Linked DNA regions of Ovis aries: region 2 is linked to region 1. The links are chromatin contacts, called in public Hi-C maps. All regions are on one chromosome and are shown on one strand. Each heading gives the region's core, a stretch centred on a gene start, on an enhancer-like site or on the middle of the called end of the contact. The rest is flanking DNA. Distances are from core to core; before and after follow the strand shown.

Region 1 (4,979 bases), core at 2,122-4,621:
TGGCAGACTCCCTGTATCACAACATCCAAAGGCTTAGGATTAATAGATCTCTCTGTGTGACTCTCCCAAGTTGGCGGCTGCTGTCCCCTTTGTAGGTATTTCCAGATAGGGGTGCCCGTACACAGGGGAACTCAATTCCAAGTGTTTGTGTTTAGTCGGTACAAGAGCAAGATTGAGAAAGACAGAGAATTTCTTTGCCTTGGGACTGAGTGTCCTACTGAGAGGCAGGAAGAGCCACAGAGCATCTAAACTAAATGAAAACAGTCAATCATTTAATTCAGACTCACTCTAGAAGGGGAAACTGAAGCCTGGCAACAGGCATTGACTTGCCAATGAGCTTCCAGCCTCTTTTTGCCAAGTTACTCCCAAAAGTGAAGAGAAAGCATCGTCAGGAAAGTATTTTCCAAATTCAAAAATAATCATGTCTTCTCCTTTGCTTAAGCCATCTCCTGGCTTCCTGTGCTCCAACTTCAAGACAACTCCCAGCCCTTTGTTCTGTGTTCTCCAGAGATCACCAGCATCTCTTTTGCCCCAGGACCTTTGCATATGCTTTCTACTCTCTTGGGAATGTTTCTTGTTCCTCCCCTTCAACCTTCACTATCACTCTGCTAGCTCATACTCCTGTTTGAGGAGCTTCCCAGATGCCCCTAGTGGTAAAGAACCCGCCTGTCAACGCAGCAGACATAGCAGATACATGTTCGATCCTGGATCAGGAAGTTCCTCTCAGGAGGGCACAACAACCCACTCCAGTATTCTTGCCTGAAAAATCCCATGGACAGAGGAACCTGGCGGGCTACAGTCCAAAGGGTCACATGGAGCTGGACATGACTGAAGCGATCTAGGCAGCACACACTAATGTTTGAGATCTCAACTGACGCATTCCTTCTTCAGAAAAGCCACTTTGACCTCCTTAACCATGCCAGAGCCCTCTCCGAATATCTCTTTGTACCTTGTACTTCAGAGCACTGCTCACAGGTGCAATTTGTGTAGTATTTGAAAAATCTCACTTACCTACTGAGTCAAGTCAGTGGTTGGGTTTCCTTCTGCTGGAACCCCAGCATTTAGCCCAGAGAAGGGGGGTTCTTTATTTGAATGAATGAAGGAGTAACTTTCCTCCTCTTTCCCACCCCACAGGCCTTCAGTCACAACCTCCCCATCTCTCCCCAGGGCCTCCCCCTTCCATCACCAAACCTGAGGAGGGAAGTCATCTTGGACGGCACCTTTCTGGTAACAGGAGTCAGAGGACTACCGGAAAATCACCTGGGCTTCAGATTCTCCTCACCTGATTTCAAATCCCATCTCAGCAACTTGGACCTGGGTGTGTCACTTGTGTGCACTGAGACTCAGTTTTCTCATCTGTGAAGTGGAGCGGCAACTTCTGCCTTGCAGGACTGCCTGAGGCACGAGAACAGGGAGTAGCCTAGAGCCCTGCATATTGTGGGGGAGCCCCAGACTCCCAGTTCCTCACAGTCTCCATACTGATCTGAAGCTGGTTTCCACTCTTGTGTTAAAAATGTTGACCTCCCCCCGGGTTTCAGATCCACGGCCTGAATCCAGCAAGGGGACTTTGCTCCATCATTTGTTGGAACCAACCACTGTCACTACCAAGCGCAGGCACTGAGGGCCAACATGAGATTCGGATGGTCCCAGAGACCCCCCACGAGTCTCTGAGACCTGGAACATTCAGCTAACAGGGAGTTAGTTGTACCTGAAAGCCACACAATCTTTCTCCCTTCAGAGACAAGAACCTTGTTTTTCCTTGCAGGGGAACTGCATAGCGCTCTATGGGGCCAAGAGATATCTGTGGGCCAAGACAAGCTGGTCATACTGGGAGAAGACTCATTGACCGAGCTGCAGCCTCAGGAATGAGTAAGGGAGGTCAGCAGGGACCTTCTGCAGCCCTTATCGGAGGGACATCCCAAGCCTCCGAGCCAGAACCATGACCAAGAACTCTGGAACTTCCCAGAACTTCAGCCAGTGCCTTTTTTTTTTTCATTCTCCCCTCTGGATGTGGACTTATGTCTTCAATGAGCTTTGCCCCCAAGTTTCATTCGTCCAATAGTCATTACTGCCAGGTCCCTGCCAGGTGCTGGAAGTACCCTAATGAGCAAGTTCGATGTGGTCCTGCTCTCCGAGAGTTCACAGGCCAGCCTTGGCTTCAGCAGCAGCAGCAGCAAGGGGAAGTGAGGTCTAGGGGCCTGCTTTGCCAGATCTGGGGTATCTGGGATCTTCAGGACAATAGCATGTTAAGGGGGCAAGTCGGGGCTGACCAGGACAAACAAGTAGCCAGCCTGCTCTAAGCAGGCTTCTCTCTGGTCCTCCAGGGGCCTGGGCAGTCCTCAGCCTCTCACCTTTGTCCAGCTCCTGGTGCAAAAGTGGTCCATCACCTGCAATCCAAAACAGTCATTAGTTAACACACAGCAGACCTGTGTTGGTTCACTAAAGCATCCCTAGGAGCTAGGATAGTGTCTGTTCTAGTAAATTCTTGGAAGCAAAGAAGGAAAGGAGGGAGGGGAAGAGGGAGGGAGGGAAGGAAGTAGAGATGGAGGAAGAGAAAGAAGGAAACAGGAAGAAAAAAAAGATAGCAGTGAGTGCCCTGCATTTTTTTCTTCATTTGTTTATTTATCCACTACTTATTTTCCACTTATCTTGAGCCAGACACAGGGCTGGACTCCAGGGATATGAATAAAAACAGATGAGATTTCTGCAGTCATGGAGCTTGTGTTCTGGCACTTTCCGGGCAAACGCACTTAAAACAGCATCCTTTGAGTTCCTCCCGCAGCACAGCAGTCCCACAAAACACCCAAGAAAATGCTCCTCTGTCCGATGACCTTGAATCTATTCCAGTCCTACTCCAGACTTTGGGCAGTCTCGTCAAAAGAGGGAAAGTTCTGAGAAGCTTTGCAATTACATAAAATAAAATAAAATAAAGCCTGATTAACCAGATCAATTCCAAACTTTTTCAGCCTGAAAAGGGATCTTAGAGAAATCAGGGGAGATCCACCTCACTGTCTGCCCGGTGAGCCCCGCCCTCCTGTTGGACCACTTTCCTCCTCCATCTGAGCATCTTACCCACAACCTGGGGATGGAACCTGCAGCCACAGTTTCCAAGGCTTGGGTTTCCTGGCACCTGGGGGGACTGCTGCATTGACCACGCTCCAGGAAAGAGCTCTCTGTGCCATTTTTCCCCCACACATGATGAGGCTACAGAGACGCCTCCTGCCACTCTGTCTTCGAGGCTCAAAGGTGAAGAAGCAGGAGAGGCCGTGAGAGGCCGAGACTCTGATTTGAACAGCAGGAAGGCGGGCAGGAGGCCTGGCCTGACCGGAAGGGTCACGCTATCATGCCAGAACTCCAGGTTTTGGCAGCGCCCTAATCCTGCTTGCCAAGGGAGCCTGGAGACTGCCAAAACCCCTTGCAGATGAAGACAAACATCAGCCTCGTGTTTCTGATTCATTCCTGCTCGGCTCATCAAACTTCTGTTTGGTGAAAGCTGCTTACACTTGAACAAGTCTAAGGACTGGCTTTGGAAATGTGATTTAGCTTTGTCCTGAGATCTCTTGGCCAGATTCAGGCCCTGCCTCTCCCACTTGCAGCCACAAGATGCACTTAGAGAAATGTATCTCACCTTTTCTGAGCCTCTGTTTCCTCATCCATAAGCCGGGGATGGTACTGACCTGGTAGAGTTGCTGGTAAAATCAAATTCCTCGTTGGATCACTTAAGGCCCTGGACTTAATAAATACTAAATAAAATGGTGTGCATTGTTTAAAATAGTATTATGATTACTATCAGCATCTTCATCATCATCACTCTACAATTCAGTGAACTCACAGTTACAAATTTTTGAAATGTTGCATGCTGCTGCTGCTGAGTCGTTTCAGTCATGTCCAACTCTGCGCGACCCCATAGATGGCAGCCCACCAGGCTCCCCTGTCCCTGGGATTCTCCAGGCAAGAACACTGGAGTGGGTTGCCATTTCCTTCTCCAGTGCATGAAAGTGAAAAGTGAAAGTGAAGTCGCTCAGTCGTGTCCGACTCAGTGACTCCATGGACTGCAGCCTATCAGGCTCCTCCGTCCATGGGATTTTCCAGGCAAGAGTACTGGAGTGGGTCGCCATTGCCTTCTCTGGAAATGTTGCATAGACAATCAAGATAGATTATCACATTAACCACCCTCAACGAATACCCCTTCTCAGAATCCATGGTTGTGTAGAACTATCCCCACACTGACATGTGACTTAGATTTGCCAATGAGATCACTTTATCTGCATGAAGGGCAGATTGACCCCAGGCCCTGAAGATGGTCCCAGGCACCTATGTTCCACTTGAGCCCAACACCCAGCTGAATGGAGTCACAAGATTAACCCCAGGAAAGTCCAGCTGCGATGGCTCAGTGGGTAAAGAATCCCAATGCAGGAGACAAAGGAGATGCAGGTTCATTTCCTGGGTCAGGAAGATCTCCTGGAGGAGGAAATGCAATCCACTCCAGTATTCTTGCCTGGAGAATCCCCATGGACAGAGGAGACTGGCAGGCCACAGGCCATAGGATCCCAAAGAATTGGGCATGACTGAGTGACTAAGCATAAGACCAGCAGTCACATAAGTCATTTTCCAAATGCCATTAAGTTTGGGAGGTAGTATTTTACACTGCGCAGTAAGATTTAGGGGCTGTAACACAAGAAAGAGTGAAAAAAAGTAAACATGAGATGTGCAAGTTTTGTAAACCTTTATTCAGTTCCTGAAGGAATTGCTAAATTGGAGAGGGCTGGCTTTTCTGGTGGCTCAGCGGTAAAGAATTCACCTGCCGATGAAGGAGACGAGACGCAGGTTCCATCCGTGGGTTGGGAAGATCCCCCGGAGAAGGAAATGACAACCCGCTCCAGTATTCTTGCCTGGGAAATCCCATGAACAGAGGAGCTTGGTGGGCTATACTCCGTGGGGTCACAAAGAGTCGGACACAACTTGGCGACTAAACAACA
Region 2 (4,711 bases), core at 2,201-4,700, 160 kb after region 1:
GCCCCTCAAACTGGGTCAACTCTTGAATAGGCAAAAGAAGAAAAGTCAGGCGAACGCAGAATCCTCTAAATAAACACCATTTCCATGGTTTTAATAAGCAAAATAGGAAACCATTTTAATAACCAAAAAACAGAAACCAGTCTGAATAAAACTACAATAGACTAGGTTTTAATATTTTCATATCATAAGCAGGGTTTGAAATTGATCCCTTATTGTACATGAAATAAAAACAATTTCTGTTGCGGCAAATTTGATTTCAACACAGTTGAATCTGTAAAAACCGAAGCTCGTTTCCAATGCAGGACAAATATCCACAATATTTAAAACTGCAAGCACCATGCGGTTCATACAATCTTGTTATTACTGTTAATTTATCAACTAATACAAACTCAAAAACGCATCCGGCCAGCAGCGCCAGCAATTTCAAATGAGAACTAAAAAATACGCTTTCATTTTGGTATTTTTGTCAGTGCAACTTAAATCCTCTTACTGACCTGCAGGGGAGAAAAAAAGTAATAATAAAGAAAAACACCCAGATCTTCCCTATAACTACTATACAGCTGAAGGGGTAGGGGAGGGGTTATACCACCAATAACTCGCCCGCCATCTCCAAAGCAGGGAAAGAAAACACACGTAACATACAGATCTAAAGAACGCACTTGAAAGTTGCAAAATGTCTTGCCAATGTTGGGGTTTCTAGCACTTTCTGAGTGTGGCGGTTGGTTCAACATAAGTTGGGCTGTCCGGGCTGATGAAGCCGGTAGCCCTAGGAGCTCTTTGGCCCCAGCAATGAGTGCCGGCCTGGAGGGTGTCGTGGGGACCCTGGGAGTGATTCTGGTTGCAATAAAAGGCAAGCAAGACCTGCTTTCCTTCCTTTTCTTGTTAGGGGTGTCAATTGAGCCCTAAGACCAGCTGACAGGAGGGCACTCCTGCACATCCCGAGTGTGAAACTCTGCACACACTGGTACTCAGCAATTGCCCTGCCCTTGCACTCAGGAACTGGGACCCCAGTCCTCTTTCTCCCATCAAAAACAAAATTGAAAAGTCAAACAGTCGGGGAGGAAGGGAGGACCAAAGAGGGTGGGGGAGGGGGGGGAAACATGCAACTTCCAAGGGTGCCCCAAGACAAAGTTGTTTTCTGATGCAAATACCCAGAACTTTTGTTTTTTTTACTTACAAAAGAAAAAAAAATGCCGTAATAATAAACCCAAACAAAGACACTCCACTTGCTGCCACGTTCTCTAAGCGGTTTGGCGGGGCGGGTATTTACAAGCCGACAGCCGATAGACTGCAACCGGACAAGCGGCCGCCCGCCGGAGTTTCCGAACTGCGATCCTTCTCACCCAAAGAAAACAAGGGGGTTATGATCCATGATCAACAACATGCTAAAGGTAAACAAGAAAAATGGTACAAAATAGAAATTATTACCATACATGTCCAGCATGCAGGATTAATATTTTTAATGCAGATTTTCGTATTTTTTTCTATATAATCGAGCAGGCAATAAAATTGATGAGATTTGCGCGCAGAACGTCCTAACTGAGGCCCGCGTCTCGGGGCTGAAAGCCAGTGTTCTCCGGACCCTGGACAGAGAGGTCCGCCTCTGTCTTTCCTTCGCTCAGCCTCGCCTCGCGCCTGCCGGAACGGGCCGCCAGGGTCCCTTCTCCTTTCCTCTCCTCGCTGCTCTGTTGCTGGGCTGGATTACGCTCCGGACTGCGAGGCAGCTGCCCCGGCTTAACGCGCAAAAGTTCAGGAAGCCAGGAGTCTCCAGACGGCCTTGGCGACTCCTCGCGACTATGCCTTGCCGCCCTCCAGCCTGGAGAAAAGTTGCTCTGGGACTTCCCACCCCCTTGCCTCTCTCTGGCTCTGCTCGAGTCTAGGAGGCGGCGCTGGCGCGCGCCGCGCTCGATTTGGCCAAGGTCCCCTGCCTGCCCGCGCGCCCTCCCGTCGCCCGCGTCCCGCGCGCCCTTCCTCCCTCTAGTCGAACAGGTCAAGGCTGGGGCCGTGGCAGGGACAGGGTCCGGGGGAGTCCGGGGCTGGGGATACGGGACGGGGGAGTCCGGGCCGGGGCAAGGGTGGGGGCCGGGAGCGGCCACGACTCACAGAAAGAACTCGGGAGAGGAGGGGCTGTCGCTGGTGGAGCCCGCCTCCCTGAAGCCGGAGTTGGCGAGTTTCTCGCACTTGACCTTGTAGGCGTCTCTTTCGCGGGCCAGCCGGGACACCTCCTGCTTAAGCTGCTCCACCTGCTGAATGAGCTGCGTCTTCTCATTCTCCAGGTGGTGTTTCTGCTGGACGCGTTTATACCTGCACGACTGGGCGTAGCCCCGGTTCTTCAGGGTCCGCCGCTTCTGCTTCAGGCGGATCACCTCGTCCTTGGTGAAGCCCCGCAGGTGGCGGTTCAGCTCGCGCACGGACATGGACACGAGCTGGTCGTCGGAGAAGCGGTCCTCCACGCTGCCGCTACCACCAGCCGCCGTCGCCGCGGCCGCCGCGTGCGGGCCAGGCCCGGCGTGGCTAGTGGGCAGCTGCTGCGCGGGACTGGCCGCGCTGGACGGCGGCGGCGACGCTTGGTGGTGGTGGTGATGGTGCGGGTGCGCGTGCGGGCCCAGCTCTTCGTGAGCCACTCCGGGGCCGGGGTACGCGTGGTGTGGATGTGGGTGATGGTGGTGATGGTGGTGGTGCGCGCCGCGGAAGCCGTCGAAGCTCTGCAACGGCTGGGGCACTGGGTGCGAGCCTATGAGCGCCTCCACCGCGTCCTCGGGCGTCAGGTTGAGCGCCTCGGGGTTCATCTGCTGGTAGTTGCTCGCCATCCAGTACAGGTCCTCAAGGTGAGTCTTCTGTTCGGTGGGGCTGAAGCTGGGCGACGAGGGCACCGAGCTGCACGGCGTGCTGAGCGGTGTGGACGACACCGAGCCGGCTGGCTGCAGGCGCGTGCAGGGCCGGCCCGGGCGCTCCGCGCGCCCCAGCGGCTCCTTCTTTACGTCGAACTTGAGCAGGTCGAAGTCGTTGACGTACTCCATGGCCAGCGGGCTGGTGGGCAGCTCCGGCCCCATGCTCAGCTCCGCGGCCATCGCTAACGCGAGGCGCAGCCGCCGCCGCCGCCCGGGAAACTTTGCGGCCGGCCGGGACGCGCCGAGCCGGGAGCCGGGGCAAAGAGCGGCGAGCCCGGGAGGCGAGGAGCCGAGGGCGCAGCGGGCCGGGGCCGCCGGCCAAGCCTTTGTCTGGGGACGCGGCGGCGCGCCGGAGAATCCCGAGCCTGCCTGCGCCGCCCTAGAGCTCGGGGCTGTGGCCGCGCCGGGGCCGGGCAGGGCCGGGAGTGGGTGGAGAAGCGAGCGGGGCGCGCGGCTGGGCGGAGGGGAGGCGCCGGGCAAGCGCCAGCCGCTCGCTCTCTAGCTCTCTTGCTCTTGGGCTCTCTGGATCGCAGCCGCTCGCAGCCCGGCGGTGCAGCTGTGCGGGATCCGGCGCCGCTGCTGCCTTTTATCTCCTCCCTGATGTCACCGGGGCGCGGGGGCCCGGGCAGCCCAGCGCGCTGGCCAATGGCTGCACGGGCCCCGCTGCCGGGCGGCGCAGGGCGGGGCGCGCCTGACAGCTCCTCCGCCCCCCGAGTCAGCTGACTGGCGGCGCTAGCAGCCGGAGAGCCGCCGAGGCCTGGCGGAGGGCTGAAGCCGAGAGGGACCGCCGGCCCGGGCCCAGCCCCCACACCCCCCCCTCGGTGTCCCGGCCCCCGCCCTCTCGCCTTCGGTGCGCGCCCCCTCCCTGCCCCAGGCCTGGCCGCCGCCTCCACCACTTCCTTCGCGCGCTCTCCTCCCTCTTTACCCTTGGTTCCCCCAACCCGTGTCCCCCAAGCCCCAGAGGCTCAGAATGAGCGCCGGGACGACACCTCTCGAGTCCATTGTTCCCAAGCGTCCCCTGCTCGGTGGGAGATGCACCGTGTGCCGAGCGGCCTCGTATGTGCAGTGCCTAGCTGTGTTTCTGCAAGTCTGCGCATATTTGTGTGTTGGGGTGGCGGGGTTGGGACTCCGAGATTTGTGTTCAAATCCAACTCAGTCTCAGGGGACCCTCCTCGAGGCCAAGCGGGAGCTGTCCTCCTCCTGGCGGGTGCGGTGGCCAAGTCCTGAGATCGGCCTCGGTTCCCCGCACACCCCACCCACAAATGCATGAGATGAAGGGAGCGGGAGAAGAGCTGGTCCAAAGGTTCCGAAGCCCTCTCCCCAGCCAAACGCGGAGAATCCACTGAGTTCTCCATGGCTGGGCACTGAGGCCAGTGCAGGATGGTGCTCTGGGTGGCTCCCGGCTGCTGGGAAACCGGCCCTGTTTTTGTTTGAACGTTTTGTAACGATTAAGCAGATCCCGGCGTCAGCCGGAGAAGGAGAGGCTCAAACAGGCATAAAGTGCGACTCCAAGTGGCCACTGTGCGCCAAGACGCGCCGAATCGCGGGGCCCGCAGCGGGAAGGCTCTACTGACCACTCGGACCCAGGTGGGTCTTCCCAACCGGCCCAACCCAAGGCGGCCCGGAACGCAGTCTGTGTGTGCACCGGAGCCCAAGACAGTTTCTTCTAGAGCCACGCACAGGTTCTCAGTTCGGTCCTCCGCCTCAGCCCCGAGTTCCGCGCTGATCTCCCTCCATGAAACTCCGCGCTCCGGCTCCGGGGGGGTCAGGGGTCGGAGGAGCAGGGAGGGATGCCTGGAGGCGGCACCTCGCACGGGAAG

Evidence for each region. Hi-C and Micro-C count contacts between places; a contact is called where the count stands out from the background.
Region 2: a Hi-C map of tail adipose tissue shows a contact between it and region 1, with 3 times the contacts expected there. The contact joins the promoter of MAFB here to the enhancer-like site in region 1. A contact is called at or near these places in 2 of 16 Hi-C or Micro-C datasets (liver and tail adipose tissue).

Annotation. Positions count from the first base shown.
Region 1 is chr13:69,212,685-69,217,663 of ARS-UI_Ramb_v3.0, forward strand. No RefSeq gene overlaps it. Among named protein-coding and RNA genes, the nearest start is that of MAFB, 160 kb to the right of the region's middle. Within about 2 kb of position 3,372, at least 3 of the 54 cell types and tissues checked have an H3K27ac peak or open chromatin away from gene starts, as enhancers often do. A contact at or near this core is called in tail adipose tissue, where this site is marked.
Region 2 is chr13:69,372,589-69,377,299 of ARS-UI_Ramb_v3.0, forward strand. MAFB (MAF bZIP transcription factor B) reads right to left here and starts at 3,451. Exons shown (of 1, transcript XM_012189206.4): 1 at 147-3,451. The coding sequence starts at 3,071. The coding sequence ends at 2,100.